Linked DNA regions of Zea mays: region 2 is linked to region 1. Evidence: chromatin contacts called from public Hi-C data. All regions are on one chromosome and are shown on one strand. Each heading gives the region's core, a stretch centred on a gene start, on an enhancer-like site or on the middle of the called end of the contact. The rest is flanking DNA. Distances are from core to core; before and after follow the strand shown. Region 1 holds the start of LOC103635268 (glucosamine inositolphosphorylceramide transferase 1). Region 2 holds the start of LOC100193865 (DUF1639 family protein).

The links. Hi-C and Micro-C count contacts between places; a contact is called where the count stands out from the background.
Region 2: a contact with region 1 is called in a Hi-C map of ear, with 2.8 times the contacts expected there. The contact joins the promoter of LOC100193865 here to the promoter of LOC103635268 in region 1. A contact is called at or near these places in 4 of 25 Hi-C or Micro-C datasets (ear, leaf and tassel).

The regions. Positions count from the first base shown.
Region 1 is chr8:63,562,167-63,567,690 of Zm-B73-REFERENCE-NAM-5.0, reverse strand. It overlaps LOC103635268 (glucosamine inositolphosphorylceramide transferase 1), which reads right to left and starts at 2,683. Exons shown (of 4, transcript XM_020542424.2): 1 at 2,092-2,683; 2 at 1,844-1,966; 3 at 869-1,036; 4 at 1-739. The coding sequence starts at 2,361.
Region 2 is chr8:63,716,817-63,722,340 of Zm-B73-REFERENCE-NAM-5.0, reverse strand. It overlaps LOC100193865 (DUF1639 family protein), which reads right to left and starts at 2,887. Exons shown (of 5, transcript NM_001138945.1): 1 at 2,695-2,887; 2 at 1,139-1,397. The coding sequence starts at 1,386.

The sequences.
Region 1 (5,524 bases), core at 1,434-3,933:
GGACTTTCTGGTTGAAGCGGTGCACGTAGAAGATACGGGATAATTCTGTTCTCCTTGTGAGAGGAACCCATAAACTGGGAGGAACGTAACAACTGATTGCACCTTTCATAAAACCCACAAAAACGACAAGGGCACTGGCCAACAGGAAAGCTAAGTAACCAATGAGAGAGCGTCTGGTTGAATCACCTGAAGGAACTCGATCACCATCCATTACAGCAATCCATCCACCAGATGCGAGTTGTTGTGCATCCATGTGATGGTACCTCATGCCATTCCATGCATTTCTCCCTTTCTTTGGCTCCTCTATCCCAAGATTTACAGGGACCTCTTTGTATTCCTCCTTGCTTAGCTTTTCAACCTTGTGCAACTTAACCATCCGGCCATAAGTACCACTGCAATCCTGGCCGGGGCGATATAATGACCCTTCAAAAATGAAGAGTCTCCCACCATTTCGAGCTCCCAAACTTTTGTCTGATTTGTAGATAGGATTTTTCTTGTGCTCAGTCCAAGGACCAAGAGGAGAATTGCTGTACCAAATCTCAAGCTCCGCATTCTTCTCAACACCATACCGTGTAAAATCAGATGCAAATAGCCACCAGTATCCCTCAAATTGGACTAACGAGGCATCAATAAGTGGCTTATTGACAAGAACCTTCTCCAATGTCCATTCGAGGGGAAACTTAGTAGCACGATAAAGGCGCAGCTCCTTCTTCTTGTTTCCCTCTGGCATCATATAAATCTAAGAGAGAGAGAGAGAGAGAGAGAGAGAGAGAGAGAAGAGAGAGAGAGAGAGAGAGAGAGTTAGTATTTGGACATCATCATAGATGGTTATTGTTCTGTCAAGTAGATTTGAAGTTAAAGAATCTACCTCGTTCTCATACTTGAACACAAAAGGATATGACAGATGCCATGCCTCATCTAGTGCAATGCCAAGAAATTCCCACGTTGCACCTTGGTCGAAGCTTCTTGCAACTCCAATATCACCTTGCATTGAGGTTGTTGTTTTTGTTTCAAAGAAAATAAATAGTGTGTCCCCCTAGGAGATGCATAGTAGCGTATCAGAATGAGAGCTAGCAGGCGAAAATGCAAGCCTGGAAAATAGTATCTCAACTTAAGAATGCTACTCATTGGACAAAACCTAGCAAATAATTATCAAGAATGCATTTAGTCTGATAAATAGCATTTGTAGAAACTTTCTCCTCCTGCGTGGTTATACATATTCTACCAAGGAAAGATGTTATTGACAAGTAGATAGTGGAAGTGGTACCTGTTTACAGATCAACTTCTAGATTAATGGTTTCAAGCTTCCTATGTACCTAAGCAAAGCACATTTCGGTGTCTATCTCAACTAGATCTGAATCCTTTCATGAACTAAAACTCCCTGGGTACTATCTTATCATAGGATATTAGTTCATCCCAAACCATGCTTACATACTAGTAGTATACTGCACATCATAGAGTAGCAGCCACTACATGGTGGGCCTAACTTTGTATGCCTCAACTGAGACAAGGCAGTTACAAATTTTTTTTCACACGCTAGTAAGACACTGTCAATGGTATTCAGGCAATCAGCCAAACAGCATTATCTGTTATGTGCCTGACTAATCTGTGTCCTCTTAAGTATCCAAAAACCAAACACTAAACCCTCAAGCCCTGCGTGGGTGCTGAATTGTCGAATACAGCGACATCACCAATTCAGTAAGCGAGCCTGAATTTATTATTTTTCTCACTGATTTGCTCCCATAGCTTAGGCAATTTGCAAACCATCCCTACATCTACGCGAAGCAGAGTTCCACCCCGGGGAGGAGCGGCAGAACAAGCAGCAGCAGTGCCTCTGCCTCACCTCGACGTAGAGGAACGGGTCGGCGACAAAGTTGCTCGGGTACCCCGCCTCCGTCGCAGTCCCGCAGGTCAGGACGGGGTTCGCCACCGGCCACGCCGAGCTGTTGCCATTGCTCCTCCCTTCCTGGCCACCAAAATTACACCCCAGACAAGAGTAAGCACTCGAGGCGTCAACCTACTCACACACCACAACGACGCACGAAAGGAGCTGTTTTTAAGCTGAGCGGTGAGCGCCGCACGCCGCCTCACCAGCTCGATGGGACGGAGCGCGAGGGGGCTGCTGCCGTAGAACATGCCGACCGCCCACGACCCCTCGCCGTCGGGGCGGCACCCGACGGCGCCCGAGTCGGGGAGCCGGAACGACGAGACCACCAACCAGAAGTAGAACCCTCCGACGAGCGCCGCCGTGGCCGCCGTGGCCAGCAGGAACGAGGCGGCCGGCGGCCGCGCGGCCGCCGTGCGCACGCCGCTGCTCGGTGGTCTCATCGCGCCTCCTCGCCGCGCAGCCTGGCTAGCCATGCCCCGACGACGCCCGCCACCGGCCGTAGCATCGACCGCCCGATCGGATCCCGGGCTGCCTCTGCCCCTCTCTCTCTCTCTGTATGTTTGTCTGTCTCCCCAAGTCCGCCCGCAGCCCGCCGAGCTGGATCAGCTTGACTAGGCAATTATTTAAGCGAGAAAAAGCGAGGCGGCAGCGGCCGGCAGAGGATTAGCGGGCAATTAACGGGCGATTAATTAATCAATATATCGGGCAGCGAGCCAGAGCCTCCTCGCGGTCCTAGTGGCGACCTGCTTTGCCGGGGAGGTGAGGCGCGACGGCTGACGACCAAAGCGGACGGACGGCAGGGGGTCATTTGGATGCCGCGCTACTGCTTCGACCAAAGGAGTGAGGGGTTTTCGGTGGTGACGGCATGTTTGACAGGATGCAGCACGGTCTTCGATTTCCGAATTTGTCTTCGCTATTTCAAACATCTTTGATTTTTTTCCCAGAGTTTGATAATGACTTTTGTCCAAGAAAGTGATATAACGTGGGCATCCGTCCCTCCGGACTCCGGACTCCGGGCTCGCCCGCAAGCAAGCGCGGCCTCCTCCGCGCGTCCCGTCCGCGGGACTGCGGGAGCTCCGTCGTTGCGCTATTTCAATTATTTCAACGGCTGATGTGATATAAACTAAACTTTAATTAGATAACATATTCGCTTAGTTTTAATTTGTATCGACTTTTAATGTTTCTACATTATTTTTGTTTCTCTAGAGTCAAAACAGCCGCCTTTACGAGGACGGTGGACTACCTGGCAGTAGAGATAGTTTGTCCGGCGGCAAATTCGATGATAGGGCGCGGCCAGCGAGCGAGGAAAGAGTGACAACCGGTACACGGTGTCAACTGTCGACGGCGGGAACGAAAGTGGAAGTTTAGGTCACCGGCGGACTGGGATTAGGAAAGGATCGGCAAACAGCAGCGGGGATGGACGGCCGGTGGTGAGGTCGCCAGCGAGCGAGCATCGAGCAAGGTGAACGAGAAAGAACTGTGTCCAGACACTAGCATTTGTTCGGACGCTAGTACGGCCGTTTTGTGCTAATGATGTGACCGCTCTATTTCTACTACCACACAAATTTCAGACCAGATTTTACCCGGTTAAATACTTCGATCTTTGGTTGTCGTTGCCATGATTTTCTGTAGCTTCCGGGACATGCCCAAAATGCTTCGGCTGCTTTCCCGTCATCAAAACTTCCGCACTTTAGCAATCAATTTACCCTTTGTAACACTATAAAAATCATTAAATAAAAATAGTGCATTTAGTTAATAATGATATTTATGATAATTAATTTTCTTTTAAGTATTCGTTATTTATTTGCCTTTAGAATGATTTTTTATGCTCATGATTAATTTTGAATATTAAATATCATTTCTTCTTAAATTTAAATTTACATAAATAATATAATAAATATTAGTCTAAGAATTAATATTTTATTTATAAATAATTTTGGTTTGATTATTATGAATTTTATGATTATTTGAATAGGTATTTCGAAATTAGAAAAGAAAAAAAAGAGAAAAAAAACAAAACCCTAATCCTAATCAGCCCACTAGGGGCCCAACTAGAAGGAGTTGTCGCCCCTAACCCTAGCCTCCTCTCCCTGGCAGCCGCCGCCACCCCCTGGCCCCACCTTCTCTCTTCCTCCCTCTCTTCTCTGCTTGCCCGCGCGCGCCGCCCAGGACCCGGCCTCGGCACCCCGCGCCACCCGCGTGCACCCGAGCGCCCCTGCCCCACGCCCGTGGAGCAGCGCCCCACGCCCAGCCACAGGACCGAAGCCATCGGTGCCCCGCGCAGCCGACCGCCAGGACACCGACCGGCGCCCTGCCCCGACGCTGCCGACGTCGCGCCCATGGAACCTGCGCAGCCGTGCGCGACCCAGACCCCGATGAGCAGCCGCCTGCGCCGAGTCCCGCCCGCGTCCGAAGTCCAAGCGACCCCGCCGACCGTTCGTCTTTGAGTTATTGGAGATTCAACTCGTATGTTTCTCCCTCCATTCAAGCTCCTTGAACGCCATTAATGGCTTTGAAGCCGACCGGCACCGTTACCCCCTCCCCTCGGCGTCTCTCTCTCCCTCCCGCTCTCTATAAAAACCCAGCCACGCCATGGAGCTCTCCCTCCCCAGCCAAGCCTCCTCCCTTCCTCCCCCAAGTTCTCCCTCGCTCCTCACATTCGCGTCCTGCTCTTTGGACCACGCCGGACTGCCTCGCCGGAACCTCGCTAGTGTCAACGCCACCGCACCAGAGCCCGCGCAGCACCCCGTCAAGAACCCCTGCCCATGCGCAGCAGCACCACCGCTCGCCGTCGTGCCTCGCCGGAGTTCGTCCACGTCGTTCACCATCCGTGGAACCTCACCGGAGATATGCCCGAACACTCACCGACGATCGCGCCGTTCCCTGCCCGTCGAACCCCGCTCGTCGACGTTCATCCCTGCGCATGAGCGAACCCAAGGTTGAAGACAACCCCAACCCGTTAATTTATTGTCTAAATCATGTGTTGAATTAATATATGAATTTGTGAATAATCGTTGTAATATTATGCGACTTGGCGATTCATGTATGATTTTAGAGATTCCGATGTATACGTGCAACCAAAATCGAACCCCGCGACAATATTTAAATATACGTATGATTTTATAATTCTAAAAATGAACACGGTCACTATTCACTACGTCAGTGATTTTCATACTAAAAATGTTTATAATTAAATTTCGCTTTAGTGGTGGAGCGATAATCGGTTAGTATTGATATAAGTATAATTTTAGTGATATAAGAAATTGAAAAAGGAATTTAATCTACGTATTTTCGATCGAATGAAAATATATAGATTTTACTATTCATAATAAATGTATTCATAAGTATAGCACTTAATTACTTAGAATTAGTAAGATATTTATCTATGTCATAATAACCATGAATATGCTATTAAAAGTCTCATTTAGTAATATACAATTAATTCTTAGTATATTAATGTTAGAATAATTATAAATAAACAATTTTTAGTTATACGTATAAATTCTATTTAGAAAAGAAAGAAGAAAACTGAAAGGATAGAATGTTATAATAATGTTATAATAATGTTAAAATAACTTAATTAATCACTTATGCTTTTTTAATAAAGAAAATGATAGTTATGTTGTTAAGCATAGG
Region 2 (5,524 bases), core at 1,638-4,137, 150 kb before region 1:
TAAATTCATGATTCACCTCCAATTTAGGGGAGAGGGGTAACATAGAAGGCAAAAGCTTCCACCTACTACCTATACCAACGCTTCGTACCGTCCAGGCACCAAGCTATGAATTCGAGGATGCAAAAGGAAGAGCAATAATGAGCAGGCCCTCACCATCCACTTATACGTGTGGTGGTGACTGATTCAAGATAAAATTGTTGTTTTCTTCGGAATCCAAAATTAGTCAACAAAATATAGTTGATATGATGTGACTAGAGTCCAAAGATAGCAACAGATGAAGGCAAAGAATACTCAGCCATCAAAATTTATCGTAATGCCGATAAGTCCCTTTTTTAAGAGAACACGGATAAGCTATTATTGACAGCAGTCTAGGAGTTCTTTCTTGTAATAGTTTCGGCGAAGCAAAATCACAAACCAGTCTGAGAAAACTGTACCAACAAAAGGGCACGTAAAAATTCATGTGATGCAGAAATCGAATTGGCACATAAGCTAGAAAATACTGAAAATTCAGAGAATAATAATAACTCCAAATACATTCAGCTGGATGGATCGAAGATGGCGATAAGGAGCCTGTTGGTCCTTAAACTAGCTTCTAATCTCAGTGTTCGCAACTGATATCAAGATTTCTGTTCTAAACACCGTCTTCTTTTAGCCTTCCAGGACCCCTTTTTTGGAAGAAAAAAAAACAGGCCTGATTTTAGCGATGCAAGTAAAAAACCAACAAATACTGAACTCGGCAGTACTGGGCACGGACTACTCCATACTACCAGAAAACTAGCAACTTCGGTATTATCAGTTCTTCATGAAAAAGACAGACCACATCTTCGAATTCGATGTACAAATCGAGTTCTTCAGGAAAAAAAGACAGACCACATCTTTGTCCACATTCATTCAAATTGAATTTCTCTTCAAATAAAAACCAAACCAGATCAGGTCTCTGCCTTTTTCTTGTCGACGCGGACGACATCACGTGACATCGAGTTGTTGCTTTACGAAATAACCCAAAAATGGGCACTAGTTTAACAAGTAGACATCAAAACAAAGCAATCATGCTGAGAGCCGGCACACGCAATGGGCACATCGACACCACGAAGGCACAAACGATAAAAAAGGAAACAAATTAGAGAAAGGCATAGACCTGAAAACACGGTGGTGGGTGTGGCCGTCTGGGTGGTGCTGGGCAGCTGTGGCCGCGGCGCGGCGCTGGCTGATGGCGGCTTTCTCGGCGGCCACGGTAGCGGCGGCCTCGACGTCACGGCGCTGCACCTTGACGCAGCGCAGGCGCTTCCGGTTGCCCCACTGTAACACCAGGTCGCGCTCGGCAGTGGTGCCGCCGCCGCCGCGCGAGGAGCCCCGGGTGTGGTAGTGATTCCTCGCCTCCTTCATTTCGCGACGAGCTGAAATTACATGTAGAGGAACTGAGGAAAGGATAAAATGCTGACAAAGTTTAGCTCATAACATATCAGGCCATCCAAAAAAAATCTCAAGATCCGAGGAGACATCATCTGCTTTAATTCTCTGCATAGATTGATGCAAAGCCACGCTAAGGAGGAGAAACTGAAAAGTAGAAGACCGATTGCAAGGGGACTGCAAGGGGACGAGCCATCGTCGAATTTCAGTTTGATTTTACCCTAAAAAGTATTTTGGAAACGGATAGTGATTCCACTGACCAATCAAATCCAGACATAAAACGGGATGATCACTAAAATCCAACTCGACTTTAACTGACTGATCACATATGGTGAGCTACTGGCTTTCTGATTCAACCGATGACAGATCATAAAAGGCTAAAAGAGATCGAATTGGAATAAAAATGTAATTAAGCTCAATTTAACTCATTAGCTCGAGAGTCACAAGTAAAATCGAAGGAAACAAGCAATCAATCAAATGTAAATCTGGACTCTTTGGCTTATTATACCCAATTTTGCGTTCTCGATAATTCAACAATCAAATGAAAAGGAATTTTTGAGAGAGCGACAACAACTTGTGACAAGAGCCAGAAAGACAAATCAAGCAAGGAAGGGAACAACTTCCTTGTGAAAGGGGAAGATACTGAAATGTACAGACTTGACGAATATGATACAGAAAGCCAACCGGGGAAGACGGAGGAGATCCAAGCCCAACCTAAACAACTTCAGACTCTGGTTCCTTCTCCGACCGAACAACCAAGGAACACCGAATGAAATTGGTAAACAGATTTCAACTTGAGGAGAAGCAGCAATGATTGTTCGGCAAATCGCTCGATCCGAATCACTAACCAACCAAGTCCCAATCACGGCAATCGCAAGTGAAGCAGCTCAGATTGCTTGATCACAGCAGAAACTGATTCAAGTCATGCCAAAATGTAGCTCCCGGAGAATCGAATCCAAATAATCCACTTGAGATATCCCCGCACTTACATGTGGGATCTCGCAGTCACAGAACCAGAGGAATCCCAACACAGGAAGAGGACTGAAAGTGGGAGAGAACCCAATCCCAGGAGAAAAGGGGATGGATTGTTCAGAACTTCAGATCAAATAACCACACATGAAAACCTTATACGTCGAGAATTTCAAACAAATCACAAAAAAGGGAACTTCCCACCATGGTGCGAGCCTCCAAACTCCAATCCGCGCCAAAATTACAACTGCAAGCAGCAACGACCGAGGAAAAGAGCAGAGAACCGCAGTTTAGCGGACTTGGAGCAGTACCTACCTTCAAAAACTGCGCGTCTGAGAGTCTCTGCGCCCAATTCACCTTCCTGCTCTGTTAATCCTCCGCTTCTCGTCTCATCTACAACACAGATCAAGCAGAGGAACGGATTCTTCCTTCAAGGCAAAGGTTTCGCGGTAAAAGGAAGCAGAGGAAATTCCGGACGCCCCCTCTCGTCCTCTCTTGATGCCTGGTGAGGAGAAAGAGCAAGAGGGAGAGGAAGAGGACCTTCGCATTTTATATGCCTTCTCCCCCGCTCCGCTCCGCTCCGCTCCGGACCCGTCGCGCACACCGGAGCTCGATCCTGTCGCGGCTGCGCCGGGCCATCTTCCACCGCTGATCTCACGGTAGAATGTCTCTCTTCATCCCTGCTGCCTGCTGGCCTGCTGGGAGCCTGGGACTGGGAGGTTGTCCGCCCCGGACAAGCGACTTTGGTGGGCCTTGGACCGGACTGGTGTCCAGTGGGCCAGCCCAATCGCTTGCTTTGACCATCTAAAAACACAACGACCGCGGCCCAGTTTTCTAATGAACCGTGAGGCAAAATTGCAAACGTTGGCTATCTCTAACAGTTCTTCTATTCCATTTTTATTTTGTCTCTTATTTTAAACTCCATTTTATAATTGTTTACCAAATCAGCGTTTTGTATGAATATGTACTCGATTTGCTGGCTACAATTTTACTCCACGTATAACAACTTACTCCACGTATAACAAATGGTGGGGGCATCGGTAGGGTGCGGGGATGGTATTGGATACCAAAAAACCAATGATTTTTTATCCTATTAGAACTTGAGTGTGGCTGAATATCTTTAGCCATGGTTATCTTTCAGGGGCGGATGCAAAGAGGAGCTGTCGGGGCTACAGCCCCGCCCGTCGCCGGTTAAAAATATAGTAGATCTTTAGACTAACCAATTATCTTACTATTGGAGATCAAAAGTGCCTCGCGTACGGTCCGTGGTGGTGGCGCGGACGGTCTGCGCATGCGCAGAGTCAGTTAGGGTTCCTAATTTCTCGCAGGATTTGTTACCTAAAACTGCGGGCTTAACTCGGAAATCAGTTTGAAGCGGATCCAGACGTCCCCCTTTATATAGATGAAGGGCTACGGCCGATTAAACCCCCAACAATCGATCAAATCAAGTCTATTTCTCGTTTTTACCTTATGCATTAGGAGTAGCTCTAGTTTAGTATTCTAATCTCCAAATTCTCCGCTTCTCTTTGGCTCTACAACGATTAGAAGAGTCTAGGTCGGTCTGCCCGAGCCTAGACATCACCTAGGATCTCTCCTCCCCGACGGGGTCCCTCCCGGGAGCGAGATCCAGGCGCCGCCGGCAACCTTTGCCGCCCCCTGCGCACGCGCGAACCGTCCAGCCCTAGGGCGTGGATCGTCCGACCCCTGGTCGCGGACCGTCCGCCCCTGTGCAGAGGGCACTGCCACGGTTCGTGTTGAGTGATTGGCGTCCGAAAAAGGTGTCAACATACTTTTGGCGACTCCGCTGGAGAAAGGTGTTTAGATCTACTAAAAATCAGACCCTCAAATGGCCGGTTCTAAAGATCACACCGATATCTCCCCGGACAATATCCTAAAGCCGACTGTTGATAACGACCGATGAGCAACAGCAATACGAGGACTACATGCGTCAAGCGAAGGAAAAATTCTTATCACAATACACGGTGGATCGCCACCAGAAAGTTGTCAAACATGGAGAGACCGACGTTGCATCTCTTCTATCTTCGCTTCAAGTCCCCAACGTAAGTAAACCTGACGACATCCAATCTATTAAACATTATGTAGATCATCAGCAGAATCAAATGAAACAACAAATTGAAGGGTTAGAAGAGTCAATTAGAAAATTAACGCGTATGTTGGAGAAGTCTGTTGCTCCTAATTTTCCATCATATGAGACTAGTAACAGGATATATATGTCTAATACATCGGCAACAAATGGGGATTTGCAGCCCCAACCATTATATGGTATGCTGATGAACTCATATCCAGGGCAAGTACCACCACTGTCATCCCTGCTTGGCAGATCGGCGTCCCTGAACACGGTCGGACCGTCCGAGCTTCTGCCCGGACCGTCCGCCCATACACAGACCGTCCGGCTTGCTCTGCCGGACAGTCTGGGGCCGCCCTAGGACCGCCGCCATCCCTGCTTGGCAGATCGGCGACCCTGGACGCGGTCAGACCGTCCGAGCTTCTACCCGGACCGTCCGACCCTTACGTGGATCGTCCGACTTTCTATGTCGGACAGTCCGGGGCCGTACCAGGACTGCCGCGTGGCGCCCCAATAATGGCGAACACGACCGGCCAGTTCGGATGTACCATAGTACAAACCGGATACACATATGCAGAACCTGCTGTTACACACCATGCACCAAATTATTACACACCACAACAGCAGTATGTTTCGCCCTCTACATATTTAAACCATAACGCACCATACAATCATAGACCAATCAACACTATCGATCGGTCATGGCAAGAAGGTCGGTATACTAATGCCCGACCAAATGAGCCCCACAGCCCAGGATCCGGTGGTCTGCCACCGGGTGCAATGGAAAAAATTAGGGAAGAGATGACTGAACTATTTTGAGATAAGTTCGGAGTTAGTGTAGCCAGAGTAGGGCAATCATACCAAAAGCCATATAATCACCGGTTTGACATTGTCCCATATCCACAAGGGGCAAGGATACCAGAATTTTCTAAGTTTTCTGGTGAGAATGGGAGAAGCACACACAAACACATAGGCCAGTTCCTAGCACACCTAGGCGAATTGGCCGATGGAGAAGCATTTCGTGTTCGTTTATTTTCTTTATCCCTTACTAGTACCACT